2 separate regions of the Canis lupus genome follow, and region 2 is linked to region 1. A link is a contact called in public Hi-C data. All regions are on one chromosome and are shown on one strand. The core of a region is the stretch at or near the end of the contact, and the rest is flanking DNA. Distances in the headings are between cores, read along the strand shown.

Evidence for each region. A called contact is a pair of places that touch in the nucleus more often than the background predicts.
Region 2: a Hi-C map of blood shows a contact between it and region 1, with 4 times the contacts expected there. The contact joins two enhancer-like sites. A contact is called at or near these places in 2 of 9 Hi-C or Micro-C datasets (both in blood).

Annotation. Positions count from the first base shown.
Region 1 is chr8:13,045,026-13,052,301 of UU_Cfam_GSD_1.0, reverse strand. The region is part of intron 1 of EGLN3 (prolyl hydroxylase EGLN3); the gene reads left to right. Among named protein-coding and RNA genes, the nearest start is that of EGLN3, 11 kb to the left of the region's middle. Within about 2 kb of position 5,496, at least 10 of the 20 cell types and tissues checked have an H3K27ac peak or open chromatin away from gene starts, as enhancers often do. A contact at or near this core is called in blood, where this site is marked.
Region 2 is chr8:13,261,317-13,267,749 of UU_Cfam_GSD_1.0, reverse strand. All of the region lies in intron 1 of LOC119872835 (a long non-coding RNA gene), which reads left to right. It also overlaps the pseudogene LOC100688528. Among named protein-coding and RNA genes, the nearest start is that of EGLN3, 200 kb to the right of the region's middle. Within about 2 kb of position 4,204, at least 3 of the 20 cell types and tissues checked have an H3K27ac peak or open chromatin away from gene starts, as enhancers often do. A contact at or near this core is called in blood, where this site is marked.

The DNA.
Region 1 (7,276 bases), core at 4,247-6,746:
GGTCCTGACTGAGGGTTATAAGTTTCACCCCCTCCCCCAACTTGGTCCCAGCCTTACAGACGTGGGTTCATAAGCCTGTAATGCAGGCTTTCGGGTCTTGTACCGGATTCATCCAGCAGTACCTCCTTACTGAGGGTCCCTCATGTTCTGTGCCCTGTTAATACCTCCTTATTAGGCCAAACCAGCTTTTTTTTTACTTTAGGAGATGCAGTGATCAATGTTTCTCACGTTCTGGAATAAATGTGCCTATTGCACACGAAGTATTATTTTTCCTTCCAAAAATGAGGCCAAAATGCTATTACCGTATTTTTAAAAGCCCTAAGATACAAAGGATCAAAGACTGTGATCATAGTCTTGTTTTCTTTTTTTTCACTGGGAAGAAAACAAAATGAAAAACTCCATTCCAGGTGTCCGTGACATCTATTTCTGGTTCTGCTGGGGGAATGTGAAGTCGTTTTGAAGCATTGAGGATAATACTCTTTTGAGCTTTGCTTGCAAGTGGTAAGGACATACTGTTTTAAACAGTCTGAACATCTTTGGGTGCTCGCTCTGTGTTGTCCGGACACAACATGTAGAACCAAGTTTCTGCCTGTTTTTTTTTTTTTGACGATTTTTTTTACTCATGAGAGACACACAGAGAGGCGGAGACACAGGCAGAGGGAGAAGCAGGCTCCATGCAGGGAGCCCGACATGGGACTCGATCCTGGGACTCCGGAATCATGCCCTGGGCCAAAAGGCAGGCGCTAAACTGCTGAGCCACCCAGGCGTCCCGAGATTTTGTTTATTAAGGAGTCTCTACACTCAAGGTGGGGCTCAGACCCAAAACCCCAAGATCAAGAGTCCCATGCTCTACCGACTGAGCCAGCCAGACGCCCCTACACAAAACCTTTTTAAAACACAAAATAGCGAATACTCGGGCCAGAGCATGCAGTATTATTGGTCCAAATTTGGCCTATTTTGTACTGTTTTGGATTTTTGTTTTTGTTTTGTTTTACATTCACCATGGAGCCTCAAGTTTTGTCTTTTTTTTTTCCTTCTTTCCTTTAACTAAATTTTGTCTTGCTTTCATAGTGGGAATCCCTGAGGAGGGAATTATTTTAAAGAGACTTATTTTAACCATAAATCCCCTGCCTTTGTTTCTTGTTCTCCCTGTCATCCATTTTAATGTGATTCTCCCAGAATGTAAGTAGGCTAAAACCCAACAAGAATCCTGTCGTCTCCATGCTTTCAACAGACCCAACTGTGCTCTAACACCATTGTCTACTGTACGTGCTGCGAACGCACTTCTTACCAGGTCATTTAAGGCCCTCCCCGTCTGACCCCCTTGACCCCATCTGACCCTTCTACACTCACTCTCCTGCTGACTGACTTCCTTCCCTCCCACTCCCTGAAATGCTAGAAGCTAATTTGCCAGACACACTGAGCTCTGGGCTATTTGTCTCCTACTCTTCAGCATCCATCTTTGTGCCTTCTCCATGAGGCCTTGCCTTCTGCTCCCTGGAGAATAAGTGCCTGTATTTACCTCCTTCCTTTCCCTGCCCTCCGTTTACTTACGAATTCTTGAAGGCAGAGACTGTTAAGCAGATACTTTCAGGGCCTGGAGCAGGTCTCTCCCAATTCACAGGTGCCTGATTTAATTTCATCTTCAAACAGAACTTTGATTTCAAAGGATGGCAGGGTGACAGAAAAGCTATAAATATTTTGTTAGGTGAAAAAAAAAAAGAGCTTTTGCAGTATGGCCCCTAATTTGATATCAAAGTGTTTCTATATTTTATTATGTTAAACATGCTATGAAGGAGTATCCGAGAGACAAGACTTTGGCTTTCTAAAGGTTTCTTTTCTCGGTTCTGAAATTTTATTCTCGGTCCCAGAAAGTCCCCAGGTCACACCTGGATCCTGGCAGCTCATACAAACGGGCCTGCTGCAGAGAGCCCCCAAAAAACCCAGGGCCATGAACTTAGAACCCTGGCCTCTGATCCTGGCTCCCTGGCCAGTGGTGTCTCAGGACCTCAATCTCCACTTCTTCTTCATGAATGAGATGGATTCTTATTTTTATATTTTAGTTTAATTTAGTTGGTACTCACTACTAGGCCCAAGGTTGGGCATTTTACATTTCATGCCATCTCGTTTTCCAAGCCTTGCTTTCCTCATCTAGAACATGGATACGATCCTATTTATCGACCTCCAGGGTTAGAGGGAATTAAATGAAAATTGAGACTGAATTTCCATCTGAGAGGGCAAATCCGGGCTCTCAGTGCTTCTTATTTGATTCCCGAAGAGCCTCCTACCAGCAGTCACACTCCACCGCTGACATGACCGTAATCCTCAGCAGTGCTGCAGGAGTTACAATTGGAATGTTTCCTGCCAGCTTTAGGCAGCCCCCCGCCAAGCCTGTGCCAGAAACTGCCTGAGGGGTTCCTCTCCCCTCCTGCTGTGCCCACCACCTCCTCCATCTACCCACCACCCTCCCCTAATTAGCCAGTGCACTTGACTCATCACTCCGTACCTTTTATCATCTAGGGTGAGGCACGGCACAAAACCCCTTGATTTTGCCACAGGATAGACCATGGTTCTCAGTGTGGTTGTCAGACCAGCTGTATCAGCATTGTCTGGAAACTTGATGTAAATGTAAGTTCTTGGGCCTCTCCCCAAACCTAGTGAATCAGACACGCAGGAGTCCTGCAGGTGATTCTCACACATGCTCAAGTCTGAGAAACACTGAGTGAAATTAGTACGAGGAGGCTGAACACCGAGTGGGTGTCAGATCTTCCTACACTTTGTTAGTAAGAAAATCAGAGTTTAATCCTTCGATCCGATCTGAGTTTATTCATTGCTAAAACGAAAACACACAAGGGTGTGCAGTTTATTTGGAAGATGGTTGAGAAAAACCCACCACCTGTAAACATGTTAAGACATTTTTTTCCTGAGGCGCCTGGGTGGCTCAGTCGATTAAGCATCTGCTTTAGACTCAGGTCATGATCCCAGGGTCCTGGGATCGAGCCCTCCCTGGGGCTCCCTACTCAGCGGGGAGCCTGCTGCTCGCTCCCTCTTCCCTCTTCCTACCACTCCCCTACTTATGCTTGTGCTCTGCTGGATAAAGAAATAAAATCTTTTTAAAAACTGCATGTTTTCCTATTATCTTGTGTCAGTAAACTTAAATTTGCTAAGAGCTCGAATTGGAGCGAAATTTGGAACTGATTTCCTTCCGTTGACGTTCAGTGCCGGGGGGGGGGGGGGGGGGGGGGGGGGGGGGGGGAAGAGTCTTTGTTAATGTCTGCAGGATATTGCCTCCCTCCGTGTGTCCAACAGTCTTGCAGAAAGTGTGAGCTGAAGGCACCAGGAGAAAGGGGAAAGGATCCTCCGGATTTGGGAAGCACTCAGTGCGGTGGTTCCATGCTGACTATTAAGCGCTCCCTGTGAGGACCGTAGGGAAGCCTCTGGCCTCTGGGGAGCCTCTGGCCTCTGGGGTCGGATGGCTACCCCCTGGGACACCGGAGAAGGCCGAGATGAGCAGCTCTCCGGGGGTACGGAGGAGAGTGACCGCAGATCCAGCTTGACGGGAATCAGCGATAAGACCTGGTGGAGGTCAGAGAGTAGCTGCTGCTTGGCCTTTTCTTACTTCTTCGGCATGGAGGCCTTTGCTTCCTAGTTAAAGGTTTGGGTCTGTATCTGGTAAGTCGTAAGAGTCATTGGAGAGTCATCCTTGTCGCTCTACCTTGGAGTTAAAGCGGTCACTCTGGACATTAGAGCACCTGTTTTCACTTAACAGATGCTTCCTGATATTTCAGAAGCAGTGTTCAGTGGTGGAAAGACCACGCTTAGTTCTATAATGTTCCATGAGTTTTGGTTTCTGCTTGTATATATCATGGAAAGAACATGGGGACAGTTAAATTAATGATCCCTGTCCCCTCAGTTCAGAGCCAGGCACTCCTTTCTGGTCCCCTCGCAGTTCCCCAAAATAGTCAATACTCTGCTCTCAGAGGAGCATTTTACTTTCTACCCCTTCAAGTTATCCCTTTGGATCTCGCCCCTCCTCTAGGGCCTAGGGGGTCTGTACCCAGCATATTCTAATTACCATGATCTTAGAAAGTTCTGTATTCAGTGAATTCCAGTTAACACGGTAGTGCTGGAGTTGTCTCCTAAACAAGCTTTGTGCGTGAGCAAGGAAAATTTATCTCATCCCTGGGATTCCTTTGAGTTGACCAGGTGCCGCTCCTGTTACGAAAACACTTGTATTTCCTTTATGATTTTTTTCTTAATTGGTCGTTTATCTTCTGACTTTGAAACAAGTCCAAAAACCTTGGCTGGTGTTGACCTGAGCTGACAAGGAAAGGTCCAGAGACGCTGACTTCCTCCTATAGAACCTGAGCAGAGCGGCCTGGGGATGACTTGGGCTAATTGTTGAGCAATTGCATGCAGAGCAGATTAGGGGCTCTGCTGGGGCTGCAGAGAGTTTAGGGCGGGAGTGAGTTTGTCTTGCAGCGGGAGGAACTGAAGCCAAGACCAAGTGGACAGCTGGTACTCTGCGCCAGGATTCAAAGTCACTTTGCTTTGCCCTGTGCTTTTGTTAACCCCTCCCCCCCTACTTTGGAGTTTTCCTTCACAGACTCAATACCAAGCACGCTTCTCTTTCACATTTTTTTTTTTTTTGCACTTTGCAATTTCCTTGATTATGGAAGGGTGAGAGGGATTCAGATACTTCAAGTACAAATGAAGATCTCTGTTCCCCCGAAAAGGAGTGACTTGGTTAATGCCAGACATTAGGTGAGCGTGACTTGATGAGGACAGCCCCACACTCCGTAGCCAGACTCACTGGGTTCAGAAAGCAAGGGACCTAACCTCCTCATGCCTCGGTTTCCCCATGTGTCAAATGGATATAATGATGGCTCCTGCCTTATGAGGTTATGAATATTGAATGAGGGAATATTCATGAAGCATATAGAATGGTGTCAGGCAGGTAGTAACCATTATACAAATGTTTGTTCAGTTAATAAACGTTTACTGAATGTCACGAATGCTAATTCCAGCTAATTTGCTGTGTGTCATTTCTTTCATTGAGCAGATACATTTTTCCAGGTACCAAAAGGCACATGTAAATAGGAGATCTGGCTTCCTAGAAAATTCTCCGACTTTATTTTATCCGGCATAGTTGCAGTGTCCCCTAATTAATACTCTGAAAATTCATTGGGAATGGTAGGTAAAGCGCTTGCCTGGTTTTTCTTAGCTTAAGGATATTGTTTCAAGACATTTTTCCTGATGTGTTTTGACCGGTAATTTTTTTTTTTAATTTCCCATTTATAAAATCTTGTCTTACCAACTACATGTGAGTTATCATGGATTCCCTTATTTTAGAATTCATGGCAGATGAGAAGTTAAGGACGGCCACACTTAATTCTGTGACAATCCTGCAAACCACAAACATTCCTGTTTTCTGTTATTCCCAGAGCCTTTGGAGGGCTGCAGGTAAAGTTTTGTTTTTCTGAGAAGTCTGCTTCATACATCAGAAGTTAAGTGTTGGGAACCCTGGGTGGCGCAGCGGTTGAGCGCCTGCCTTTGGCCCAGGGCGCGATCCTGGAGACCCGGGATCAAATCCCACGTCGGGCTCCCGGTGCATGGAGCCTGCTTCTCCCTCTGCCTGTGTCTCTGCCTCTCTCTCTCTCTCTCTGTGACTATCATAAATAAATGAATAAATAAATAAAAAGAAAAGAAGAAGTTAAGTGTTGTGAGTCCCTACCCCCTGTTGCCTTACTCATGAATTTGCTTTTCTATGCAAAGAAGATAACTAACAGGGTGGGGCAGGGGGTGTAATGACTTCTGCTGAGAACCCGTGAGCAGCAGGACATTAAACGGGAGGGCGTGTGCAAAGTGCCACCTGGCTGCACAGGTCCTCAGGACACGGCTGCTCTTAGCGTGTGGAGCAAGGCGTCGGGAGGGATCCAGTTGGACGCCCCTCTTAATGTCCTTCACCCTGAGTCTGGCTGACTTTTGCGGATCTCCTAAGTGCAGGGAAGCCCTTCTTCAGAACACTTCTCGGTGACTCGGGCGGTGGGGGGGGAGGGCTGTCCTGTGCCGGTTCCCTCCGAAGTCTGCCCTGCGGTGCGCTCGGGTGTGGGCTGGCTGCCACCCTCACGCAGCGCACGTAGCCCTGTCACTCAGCCGTCACCCTGCTGGCCCGGAGCCAGGCCTCGGGGGAAGGGCCGCCTCTCCAAACCCAAACAGCCTGTATTGATATGTCGGTGCTCCTCCGCCTGTTTACTGTGCCTAATTGCAAAGCTCTGGCTGAGCCCTCTCCGAGGAGAGGAATTAACCACAATTCAGAAAGGAATGACAATAGTTTCTTAAATTCTTGGCCTCAGCAGAGTTTCAATGGCTTCTCCTGGGAGAATGATTCACTCAAGTTCATGCACGAAATGCAGGATTCCCTGGAGTAGGATCTAGATCTAGTACAGAGTTTACAGGCCTGTGACTCTTACGGAGACGTGTGTGTGCGCGCGTGCGCGTGTTTCTGGGGTGGGGGCGGGAGCCTAACTCTTGAATGTAAGAACCCCAAGGGGCGCTGGCATCTGGTAAAACTGCCCTCCCTGAGCTAGGAGAATTAAATCGAAGGTTCTAGAGTCTGGGTAGTTGTTGATCGTTTGGATGATCCCAAAGCGAGGACCAAACTCATAGTAGAGCAGCAGATCGAGGGTGCAGGTGGAAGTCTACCTGGGGACAGGTTTTCAAGTGAAGCTGGTAAATTCCTGCCTTTACAGGCACGATGCTCTCACCTGACCTGAAAAGGGGTGAACTCACGTCACCAGAGCCACTGAGAGTTGGTTATGCCTCTTTACTTTTCATTTTCAGAATTACCTAAGCTCTTGCATTTCAACGAAATTCATGCAAGGCGGGTGGGGGGGGAGGGGGGTGGTTGATGATTATTGCTCTAAACCGAAGGTGAGGTTTTGTGTAGCAACGTTCTGGGTTCAGGAGGAGGCTTCTAAAACAAATTTTTTTTATTATTATTTTTTAAGAAAGCCCCATGTACAGTGTGGAGCCCAAGACAGGGCTTGAACTCAGGACCCTGAGATCAAGAGCCAGATGCTTAATGGACTGAGCCACCGAGGCACCTCAGAAAGAGGCGTTTTTAGTGTGGATTTAGAACAAGGGAGGAAGACAGAAGTGGTTCTCCGTGTAGAAATCAAATAGCAGAAAACATTTTAATGAATAACGTGAGGTTTGTTAAAAGGATTACTTACCTTACAGTTAGTTGTATTTGACTGGTGTTCTGACTCCTGTG
Region 2 (6,433 bases), core at 2,955-5,454, 220 kb before region 1:
CTCCTTTTTCAGACCTAAGCAGTAGGCTGTCAAAATTGTCAAAAAGAGGAAGTGTGTTTCTTAAGGGCAAAATTATTTGTCATGCCTTCCTTTTGTAATAAAGCGAGCTCCTTCAGAGAAGGAAGGTTGCCGTCTTGCCAAAATTGTGGTTTTTAAGAATAGTTTTACCACACTCAGTCTCCAACACGACTCAGAAGATCAGGTAAATGACTGCCGGCAGGTGAGATGTCATTAGCTCAGATCTCATGTGGATTTGGATTCAATTCAATCCAACACACAACATTCAATAGATACTTCTTTTGCATCAGGCTTGTACTAGGTTAGAGATAGAAAGATAAAAAAAGACATGGCTCCTGCCCTCAGAGAGCTCATAGTCCAGGTGAGGCATTAGATATTTAAATAAATAGGGACACCTCAATGTGATGATTATTTAATAAGTATATACAGAGTACCATGAATCAGAGAGAACAGAATAATTGGAAATACAGAAGAAAATGATATTTTGGTGAAGATTCTTCCTCCCAAAATGCATATTATCTCGTGAACCACACATCAAAAATCATATTGCAAGTATTAACCTACCCCTGTTCATGTACACAAATCAGATTAAGGTTCATGTTTTCAGTGCCTATGATGTGTCTACCATGCCCTCAAGAAGGTTTTGATATGGGTTCCTATGTATAAATAAGATTTAGTAGAGGGATCCCTGGGTGGCGCAGCGGTTTGGCGCCTGCCTTTGGCCCAGGGCGCGATCCTGGAGACCCGGGATCGAATCCCACGTCGGGCTCCCGGTGCATGGAGCCTGCCTGCTTCTCCCTCTGCCTGTGTCTCTGCCTCTCTCTCTCTCTTTCTGATGTGACTATCATAAATAAATAAAAATTAAAAAAAAAAAGATTTAGTAGAATGAAAATGACAAGGTTATCAGAGATGCAAGCAATGTGTGATGGGGATATGGAGCGAGCAGCTGCATGAAAATCTGCTCACTGGGAGACATGGAAGCCCTTGTAGGGCTTGTACTTGTACTGTATTTTGGATGTTTCAGTCTGCACCTCCCTTTAGTGGCTGTGGGCTCTACACCTATGTTTGTATGGGATTCTGGATCTCTTTGTTGACTTTATAGAATCAAGGGTCTTCGGGGAGATGGCACAATAGTTATGTCATTAAATTTTCCTGGAAGTCTAAAATTGAGAGCAGCTGAATAGTAGCTTTGTTGCTGGGCAGACATAAAGGTGCAGCCGTGTTTGGATTCTGAGAGCAGCGAGGTAAAGCAAAGTAGGAGAGAGGAGGAAGGAGGAAGATGAGTGAGGAAGAGAGAGAAAGAGAGAGAGAGGAGGGAGGGAAGAGGAGAAGGAAAAGAAAAAAGAAGAAAGGGCGGAGGAAGAGGAGAAGCAGAAGGAAAAGGGAAGAAAAGAGGGAAAAGAAAGGTAGGAAGGTAAAGGGAAATGATGGGTAAAAGGGACAAAGGAAACAGATGCACAGAGATGAGTAAGGGAAGCATGTGTTTTTGAAGAGTCATTGGCTGCAGGTTCCTGAATTCCAGTTGAGCTCGTTAAACTGAAAATAAGCCTTTATTATGAGGCGCCAGGCTGCAGGGATATCATGGAATCCAAGGGCAGAAATGTAACTGCATCTCAGGAAGAGATTGGAACCAGAAACTGAAGAGCTGGCAGGCCCTGGCCATTTCTCACTGCATTTTGGCTTTATGATCTTTTTCCATTTGTTGACTGGCCTTCTCTGCTCATTGATCTACCCCTGCAGGTACAAGATGGCCAAGCCATGACTTCCAGTTTTATATCTTCCTTGATCAAGACTGTAGGCCAGACTGAAATAGAATTTAACTTTTAGTCTTACTTCCAAATTCCAATTGCCCCAGAGGGTACCAAGCCTCTTTCTGGTCCAGTACCTGTGGCTTTCGAGTGGGAGCAGGTTATGGGGCTTGTATACAGCTGTGGGGGGACTGCTTCTGTGTGAAGAGGGTAATAGAAATATCGCCTTAACCAAGAAGCCGCCTTCAAAGATTTATGCTCTAGAACAAGAGGCCCACATATCAGGAGAGAGCTGACTTTCCAGCTGCCATTACCATTTCCTTTGTGAAAGCCTTTCCATGATTCTCTCCTTTCTATTCTTCTTTTAAAAGATTTTATTTATTTATTTGAGAGAGAGAGAGTGAGTGTGAGAGAGAGCAAGCACACCAGAGGGAGGAGAGAGAGCACTAGAGGGGGGGGAGAGCACTATAGGGGGGAGAGGCAGAGGGAGAGGGAGAAGCAGACTCCCCACTGAGTAGGGAGCCTGTTGGGGGGCTCGATCTCAGGATTCTGGGATCATGACCTGAGCTGAAGGAGACACTTAACCGACTGAACCACTCAGGCACCCCTCCTTTCCATTCTCCTTGAAAGATCCAGAGCCCTTATATGAACCCCACTTTACTTGCTGGCCTGAGTGGGTTTCTATTTCTTGCAAAAGAAGGACCTTAACTAAAATTTCACCAGGCAAAGAAAGGATGAAAGAGGGCACCCCAAATTCAGGCAAGAGCATTAATAAAAGCATGCACATGAGAAAGTTCACAGTTAATTGGGAAGAGTTCTCTGAATGAACATTGCTGCAGATAGTGTCTGAAGGGATGGCGTGGAAAATGAGGCAGGAGAAGTGGTTTGGAAACTGGTCATTATCAACCTTAGAAATTCTCCTCTTCGTAATTTGGAGTCAGCAGTGGAAGCCTGGTTGGCTTTGATTGCAGAGTAATGGGTCTGCCGAGTGTAGTGTGACTCTGTCTTCTCGCAGAGTGATAAGCACCTTGTCGGTGCCGTAAGTTTGGTGGTGGTTAGGCTGTAATGTCAGAGTTACATGATGGATTAAATTCCCCTTTAACTCCAGTGGAATTGTACCCTGAACACATCACAGAGGCCTCATTTGCTGACACTTTTCCAAAATGTACTGGGCTACTGTGATAGATGCTATTGGTGCCTCATCCAGATGCCCTTTACCCACTTATGCACACATCCTCCAGGTGCTGCATGTGCTGTAGCCAGGGGTTTGCATCTATGGCCTTCTTGGGAGTCACCTCATTTGGAGATACATGGAAGTTCCCACTGCTTGACCCCCATGACCAATGACTGAATGATTTAAGGGGGTATAGCAGGCTGGCCTCTTTGCCTCAAGGTGGAACAATTGTGCTAATGGATAAGGCCAAGCTGTGTGTTACCTGAGACCACATCCTTGCTCAGCATCTTCCCTCTCTCTCTCCTGCTTCCCTTGCTAGCTTGCAGGTTTCTCCTGGAGAGCCTGCCCTCAGTAGATCACAGGCTCTTTCTCAAGGAAATCTTCCCTAAGATGGTACCATTTATTTCAATGGACACCAAAGTTACATAGGTTTCTGGGTTTCCCCTCCATGAGCATAGTGGTCAAAGCTCAGATTCTGGGATAAGCCCATCTGCATTCATACCTTGGCCTTGGCACCTAATAGCTTCTGGTCTTGGCAGATTGCTCAGTCTCAGTATCCTAATTTGCAAGATCTAAATGGGATAATAATAGTACTTCGGGTTGGTGGGAGGATTAGATGAGATACTACTTGAGGCGTTTAGTGCAGCACTCACAAGAAGTAAAGAGCTCGTCAGCTACTATTATTATTACTTCTGGTTTTCTCTTTGACAGAGATACTGTGTGTAGTTACACAGGTGGTGTACTACACCGGGAGCCAGATCTAAGGGGTAGATTTATTCATTTATTATTTTTTAAAAGATTTTATTTATTTATTCATGAGAGACACGGAGAGAGAGAGAGAGGCAGAGACACAGGCAGAGGGAGAAGTAGGCTCCATGCAGCAAGCCCGACATGGGACTCGATCCTGGGTCTCCAGGATCACACCTGGGCTGAAGGCGGCGCTAAACCGCTGAGCAACCTGGGCTGCCCGATTTATTCATTTATGATGAGAGTTTTTTTGACATGTGAAAGAATTTGTCTTAGGGAAGGGACACTTTTTCCTAATTCTTACAGAGGTGCTAGCAGCAGACTGGCCTGAGGCAGAGTTCACATTTCTTCTTGTGTTCCCTCTATCAGTTTGAAACTCGGGCCCCTAGGTTAGCCTTGACTATGTGGTTGAACTTGAACAAGGTGGGATAACCCTTCTTTCTTCACCTGTTCTGGGTGCTCAGTGACAAGCAATGGCTGGATTTGCATTAGCCACACAGCTTGGCAATAGCTGCTTCTACTTAGACTGACATCGTCAGGTGACCGCTAGCTGAGTCATCTGTGGCCCTGTGCTCTGACAGTGTAAGGAGTGTGGTGCCCGGGCTACAGAAGAGGCCGTGGGCATACCTATCAGGGGGAATGAGTGACGGGGAAGCCAGGATGGGCAGCCAGCAAGGGTAGGTCTGAATGCCTGACACTCTGTTGTTTATTCACGTTGTGCCCTGGGGTAGAAAAACAGCAGGCAATGACACTGTCATAGTTAGCATGAGGTGATCAATAATACCCGGATGCCTTTCCTGCAGAGACAGATATTCACAGGAAGAAGCTCTTTGCTGTAGAAAGTTCTGCTTCTACCTCCCACCCTTTACCCAAAGTGCTAACCAGGCAGATATGTTCTCACCACTCTGGCCATTGTTTGTCACCTCATTTGAGGGAATGATAGTAGTCCTCTCTTCAAATTCACAGAGTTCACAAGTTCACGTGGCTGGCTGAGTGAATGCCTTATTTTCAGCCAAAATTTGTCATTTTCTAGGAATATGGGAAATTCCAGCTTCCCACCTTGTCACTGGATTCAGTCCACGAGGCCAGGAGCTGGCAGAAGAGGCTGAATTGCCCCATTTGACAGAAACTGTGGGATGGGGAGAGATTTTTGAGAGGCATTCTGACCACATTTCTATGGCGCAAGCTGGTGCAAGCCAGGAAGAGGAAACAAGGTTGTAGGCAGAATGTTGACAGATCTACTTGGCAAATGATTTGTGTGTGGAAAAACACGCCTTTTCTTAAAAGAAACCTGATATGAAGAGTACCATAGAGTGTTACTGGATCTGGAACACAAAGAGAAGCCTTTTTCTTTTGAAGGCCCAGTCACCCCATCCTCTAGTACATGGAGGGCTGTTGGCCTCCTGGATCCCTTCTGGGCAGCCAGCCTTTCCATAGCCCCTCCAGGAAACCAGTAAAATGAACAAATCCTTGGGAAACTACAGCTCAGAGACTTTAGGTCTTGACTTGCAAATTTGAATATGGCTGGGGTCCCATCTTGGATGACATAGGAGATGAGGCTTAACTTCTGAACTGTTGCTTCTAAAGCGGCAGAATCATGGTGAGCTGAGCATTTCTGGGTACCCAGTCAGAGAACTCAGAGTTCTAGTTGTATCAGATACCTCCTCTTATGATCTTGGGTAACCACCTCACACTTGGGTTTCCCAAGTAGGATAGGACAAAATCTTCATCTTTGTTCCCTTATGTGGGGCAGAAGGGGACAGGGTACCTTCCTCCTCATTGCTCCTATGGGAAAGAACATGCAACTTGATCATGTTGGGTGCATCATCAAAGTTGGGTATAAGGCTTCTGGAATGTGCCTGTAGTACCCAAGGCAGGAAGCTGCTCGGTGCCAGGGTATTCAGGATGCCTGGTCCCTCAGTCTGTATCACTTACTTCACATAACTCAGATTCATGCAGCCTCTTGAAAGAAGAAAGTTTATTTTGGCCTTTGGATACAATGCTATGTGACTTATGACACCTCCTAAGTGGCTGCCACATGGAGTGGTCGGTGAAAGCCTAGAAACCCTCTTCTTCCTCATGTTTGCTCACCAACTTGCAAAGTGCAGGAGGGCAAGGGTTACACAAATGGAGCTGGAATTTGGAAAGCTTTGTTCTTCCTTCATATATAAGTCTTTTTATATCAAAGGTTAGGGCAAATAGACTGTCCCTTGGGACAAAAGTCTAGGTTCTGCTGGGGAGAGGGGAAAAGAGTCAAACCTACTTGGAATAAGTTCACTGGGATAGAACTATATTCTACTTTGAGCCAAAACCCTGTGAAATCTCATGGGCCATGAAGTCCAATTAAAACAGAGCTGGGCACAGTGAGAGGCTAACAGGCATGCATAATTGTGAGAACCGGGATTTTAGTGGGGAAAGAAAAAAAAGCCAAGGAGAAGCCAAGGCCAATTATCAGAACTGCTAATTTTTACCAACCTAATCATTAATGAATACCATGTTTCTGAAAAGAATGTTAAGAGAATAATTGTATTTCAAGGGCTTGAAAACTGCTAAACTCTGAAGTTGTACAATTTGTGCAAATTAATATGATAAAAAGAGACAATTAAGGTTTATAATTAACAGATAAATACAAATGATCTGGTGAAGACAATCTAAGTTTCTGCTCTGTCTTATGAAGCAGTGTAATTGATTTTTATAAATGCTAATTTACAGTACATGCTCTGTTAACCGTTAACACGGGCAAGGG